2 separate regions of the Mus musculus genome follow, and region 1 is linked to region 2. Evidence: chromatin contacts called from public Hi-C data. All regions are on one chromosome and are shown on one strand. The core of a region is the stretch at or near the end of the contact, and the rest is flanking DNA. Distances in the headings are between cores, read along the strand shown.

Region 1 (2,700 bases), core at 86-2,585, 220 kb after region 2:
TGGGATCAGTTGGATAATGATCAAGGAAGATACAACGATAACCTTTGGCCTCCACATATACACGCAGCATGCATGTACATACATATACATATACATTATATATATATGTGTGTGTGTGTGCGTGTGTATAAAAATATATAAATACGCAGTATTATAAATTGTTGCTCCCTCTCTGAGGCTCTCAGTGGCTCTGTCCTGCCCATATATGCTAATGTTGAGAGGTGACTGGGAGAGGTGCAGGTGTGTCTGTACTGGCTCGAGGACGTACCTTGCAAACAGCATACCAAATCACTCTGTTACCAGTATTTGTTGTTTCTCCTAAAGGAAAATACAGAAAATGATTTCAGTGCATTCTATTTGTTTCAATTTTGTTTAAAGTAAAACTACATATTCTAGGACAAGACAAACCTGCAAACTGCAAATCTGTCCTTGGTGACCTGTCTCCTCCTATTATCTTTCTTCCCTCTATTAATTACTATTCCCCTTTCCCTGCCACTGCAAGAGACTGAAGCCAGGGCTTTGCTCATGCTAGGCAAGTTTTCTGTCACTAAGTCCCAGTCCCAGTTCCAGTCTCAGCCCCAGCCCCAGCTCCAGCCCCAGCCCGAATCACAGCTTTTAAAAAAATAGTTGCAATGAACCCCAAGAACACCTGCCATTTTCTAAAGACCTCCTAGGTAATAGGCCCTGAACCTGCATCTGCTGAATCCTAACTGTGCACCAGCAAAGAATGAATAATGAAGCTCAACTTGTCTGATTTATCTCTGACTAGGATCCTGCTCGGCCTGCCTATACCCCTGGACAAGTTCACCAAGCTCCCACTACAGCAGCAGAGGAGAGGAACCCGCATAAGACACTCCTAAGCAAGGCAGAAATGCATTGTGATGCCAGCAACAGGCAGCACACGAAACACCTTCATGTCTGCCACCAAAGAGTAAACAAAACTGTCACTATGAGCAAAGCAGCTGCACTGTTTCCCATCCCGAGCACAGTAAGGAGTCCTTTCCAAAGTGGGCTTATAGGCTTTCCACCAACCTGAAACACAACACAAATAAGCAAAAGGCTTGAGTAATTCTGGTAGGTCAAAGCAACTCACAGTCCCACTAAAGGTGCTGAGTGTCTGGGCAGTCAGTGAGCCTAAGTTCAGGTGTGCTTGAAAGAAAGTACAAGGTGTGGGAGAGCAGACACAAAAGATGACGTGTGGAGAGAAAGGCAAGTCTGCTGGAGTGAGAGCCAAGAGGACCCCACAGCCATTCGCACAGTCTCCCATTCACTGGCGGGTAAACTGCAGCTTACCAGCCAGCCTGCCTGCCTGCCAGACCCTTCAGCCCCAAGTGGGCCTTAGCAGCTCCTCCCACTAGCCCTGCCTGCTTCTCTCTCCAACAGCCATTCCTGCAGTTTCTCTATCAAGGCAGCATGGTAGTTAAGCACTGGTTCTGAAAGCTATCCTTCATATGAGTCCAGACCATCAATCACAAGCCACAGGTCCTCAGCAAGTTACCTGACCTTACTGTACAGTCAGCTCCCTCAGTAGACATGTTACTAACAAGAACACAGCCCTGCCGGTAAGCCTAGCACTCAAAGGGCAGAGTAAGAAGGATCAAGAGTCTGAAGCCAGCCTGGTTTATATAAAATGCCACTATATTTCATCCCCAGACAAACTAAGTCAAACACACAGACTCTAAAGGCTGTGGAGGGGGATGGAGAGATGGCTCAGCAGGGCAGCACTCTTACCGCTCTTGCAATGCTCTTACCTAAGCTCCATTCCCAACATTTCACCTCAGATGGCTCACAAACACCTGCAACTCAGAAACCATCTGAAACTTCAGCTCTCTGTGGCACCTGCACTCATCATGTGCAGTGCACACACATGTGCAACTCACACACGTGCATGTGCACACTCAAAGGCAATAGAAACAAATCTTTTCTGTAGGTTAAGAATAGTAGAGATCAAATACGCTATATGACTACAATATTTGTGATCAGAAAACACACCGCCCACAACCTTGTTTGTGCTGCCGCATTCCTGCTGTTCCTCCTGGCTGCTTGTCTACATCAAGCGAAGAGCTCACTGAACTAGGTTCTTGCGTCCCTAACACATCAAACTGAAAAACTAGCAATAAGAAAGATCTTGGGATACAGAAAATAATATGTCTAACAACACTAAAATCTGATTTTCTTTTTCTTTTCTTTTTTGTTGTTGCTGTTGTTGTTTCTTTGTTTTTGAGATGGGGGTCTCACTATGTAGTCCTGCTCTGTAGACTGGCCTTAAACTTAGAGGTCTATCTGCCTCCTGAGTGCTGGGATTAAACGTGTGTACCACCACTCCTTGGCTAAAATCTGATTTTCAATAAAATGCCTTTTAAAGAAATGTAAGTACTTGCTTCCCTGCTGCAATGTTTGACTTAGTATCACTATGTAGCCCAGGCTGGCCTCCACTCCAGATCTTCCTGCCTCAGTCTCCCACATGCCAAGATTACAAGACTACATCATCACGCCATCTTAAGTAATATACTCATAGCAAATCTGAACGTATAGAATGGAAAACTTTAACCTCGAGAGTAAAGGAGTGGCCACGGTGCTGGGAGGACATCCGCACTCTTAGCTACCTACGGTGGTCTCAACTTTATCCAGCTCTGTTCACCACTCAACCCCTGGTCTGTAGCACCTGCCTTTGTCCATAATTAGAATTTCAACTGTGAA
Region 2 (2,700 bases), core at 87-2,586:
CTGAGCCTCACAGTATCAAGACCAAAAGGGCCCACAAGTTAGAATTCTCAGAGCCAGAAAAATGTCCTGACAAATTTAATAGAAACCCAAGCTACCAGGTCCTAGTTGTACCACATGACACTCTGTATTTCATGTCAATATAACTAGGAAGTTCAACAACAGACCAAAACAGTGGCTCCACTTGTTAATTATCACTTAAACAAAACTTGAAGAGTGTAGTTTCTAGCATTTCAAAAATATTCCTCCCCTAACATCTTTCCAAAATACTTACTTTCACATTACCATAATCTATTTACCCTATGGTTATCTTTCCCATACAAATGTCTCCAAATAGCTGAAGTACAACTGTCAAAATAATTTATAAAGGAGATGTATAGTCCCGTCCATATAAAACAAGTAGCCTTTTGAGAATCAGTGAAATAACTTTCATAGTAATTTAATTTTTCCACCAAGCATTGTTCTACTCACAAGGGCATGACATATCAAAAACAAAAAAGAATAACTTACTATGTCTATGAAGAAGTTGGGTGTGGTGGTTCACACATGTGATCTCAGCACTGGACGGCTGAGGCAAAAGGATTGGGTCTCTGCAGAGTTGAAAAGCTACCCTGGTCTACAGATTTCCAGGCCAGCAAGGGCTACATAGAGTGACTCCGGTTTCCAAAAAAAACAAAACAACAACAACAACAACTTAAGGGCTTCCTTCCTGTTAGGCATCTGCCCTTCAACTTTCACAAAGTTTGCCAGGGCTAGTGAAGCCAGACCGCCGGGTCACGGGAGCGCACGCACGGGGCAGCGGGAGGTGGGACGCAAGCGCCCCAGGCGCACCGGCGGCGATCGGCTGTCCCGCGAGGCTCCGAGTCCGACGCCTTCTCCCACCCTGGCGACGCACGGCTCCCGGCGCGGAGTTCTGAGCTCCGCCGCGCTCGGGATCACCGGGACGGCCGTCAACAGCAGCCGCTTTCCCTCCCCGCAGCCCCGCGGCCCTGACCGGGCCTGTCTGCCCCGACGGGTCGAGAGAGCGGGCGCCCGCGCCTTCCCTCGGCTGGCCGCCCGGGGTCGCCAGAGCGCACGAGACCCACGTCGTCCCCCCCTTCCCGGGTGATCCTCACCCTCCACCGGCGTCTGCCGAGTCCACCTCCTCCTCCGCCGCCATCGCTTTCATCACCGCCGCCGCGCAAGCGCAGGGACACACCTCGAAGCCGGCTGACAGGCCGACTGGGCGGCCCCGGGCCGCGGCCGCCCTTAAGACCGCACCGCCCGCGCATGCGTCGTCCGCCCGCTGGGACGATCCGAGGGCGCGGCCGCGCCACCGCAGGCTCGGCGTCCCAGCGGCCCGGCCTCGCAGACACGCATGCGCTGCCCGCCTGTCGCGCGGAGGCGGGGGCACTGGTAAGGAAGGTCAGCCCGACGCCGCGGGAGCCTAGGTAGTCATCCGTCGGAATAATGACCATTAATGCGTCATTCCGCCCGTGTGGACTGCCCTGGACGGGGCGCTAGGCAAGCCGTAGGTAGCCTGGAGTGAGACCCCAGCCAGAAATAGCCTGAGTGGCAGAAGTGCGCATCCTGTGGTGCTGGACCCTCCAGCCCTTACTTTCAGGTGGTGGCCTCTAGGAACTTGCACTCCACCCTGCCAGACTCTAGACTCCGGAAGGCTGAGAGCTTATGTGTGGGTACTAGAATTACACACACACCACCACCATCACCACCACCACCATCATCATCCCCACAGACCACAGAAGAGAGGGGCGAGGGAGGGAGAGAGGGAGAGCACTTCCTAGAATCCATTCTAAAATGATAGAGGGCTGAGGGCTCATAAAAATATTCTCATGAGCTCGATATGGTGGTCCACACCCTTCAAAAACACTTGGGAGTCAGAGGCAAACACATTTCTGTGAGTTGGATTAGCCTGATTAGCCAGCCAGAGCTACACAGTGAGACCCTGTCTTTAAAATAAATAAATTTAAAGGGGAGAGGGCTCGAGGGATGGCTCAGTGGTTAAGAGTGCATACTGTCCTATAGAAGAGAATGGGTTTGTTTCCAGCATCCATGTGGAGCCCCACAACTGCTTGTAATTCCAGTTCCAGGGGAGCAACACCCTCTTCTGGCCTCAGAGCACCTTAATGTATATGGTGCACATACAGGCAAGGAGGCACACCCTCGAGTGGGATTATTTTAATAATTTTTTTCCTGGTTAAGGGACGTGAGCAAATGCGTGAAAGTGATAAAGAGTAAAGCTCAGTACAGGCAAATGAAAGTCAGCAGCTAGCAAGTAAGTCCAAGACTGCGCTTTAAAAATAGAATTCAGAACTATGGCACTCACTGTGATTAAACAAATAGAGGCATCCTGGTGTTGCATAAGGGATGTTTCCCTTGGCTGGGGGCAGGTTCCTCCGGTCAGGAGAAAGTGTATGAACTAGCCTAGCTCTTTGTGCTTGTGACAAGCTGCCTACAGCTGGAGCTGTGTTGTGCAGGGGCCATCTATGCATTAGTTCCTAGGTTCAATTCCCATCCTGCCCTCTACCCCACACTCCAAAAAATGAAATTCTGAGAATATGTAATAGGTTCTCTTAGTTCAGCCACACCTGGGTGGTACTGATGCCCGGAACTACTCAGGAGCCTGATGTAAGCTAACTGAGTCTCAAATAATTCTAATAAGGCCAAAATATGTGGCATTCCCCCTTTCCCAGAGATCTAACC

Evidence for each region. Hi-C and Micro-C count contacts between places; a contact is called where the count stands out from the background.
Region 1: a contact with region 2 is called in a Hi-C map of CD4 T cells, with 2.6 times the contacts expected there. The contact joins the enhancer-like site here to the promoter of Abhd5 in region 2. A contact is called at or near these places in 2 of 39 promoter capture datasets (macrophages and neutrophils), 2 of 484 Hi-C or Micro-C datasets (CD4 T cells and the N1E-115 cell line), 1 of 115 datasets of contacts at active chromatin or transcription factors (bone marrow-derived macrophages) and 2 of 9 other capture datasets (adipose tissue and liver).

What each region holds. Positions count from the first base shown.
Region 1 is chr9:122,129,511-122,132,210 of GRCm38.p6, reverse strand. Snrk (SNF related kinase) reads right to left here. Exons shown (of 8, transcript NM_001357775.1): 2 at 269-318. Among named protein-coding and RNA genes, the nearest start is that of Snrk, 14 kb to the right of the region's middle. Within about 2 kb of position 1,335, at least 24 of the 459 cell types and tissues checked have an H3K27ac peak or open chromatin away from gene starts, as enhancers often do. A contact at or near this core is called in liver, where this site is marked.
Region 2 is chr9:122,350,252-122,352,951 of GRCm38.p6, reverse strand. It overlaps Abhd5 (abhydrolase domain containing 5), which reads right to left and starts at 1,336. Exons shown (of 7, transcript NM_026179.2): 1 at 1,113-1,336. The coding sequence starts at 1,165.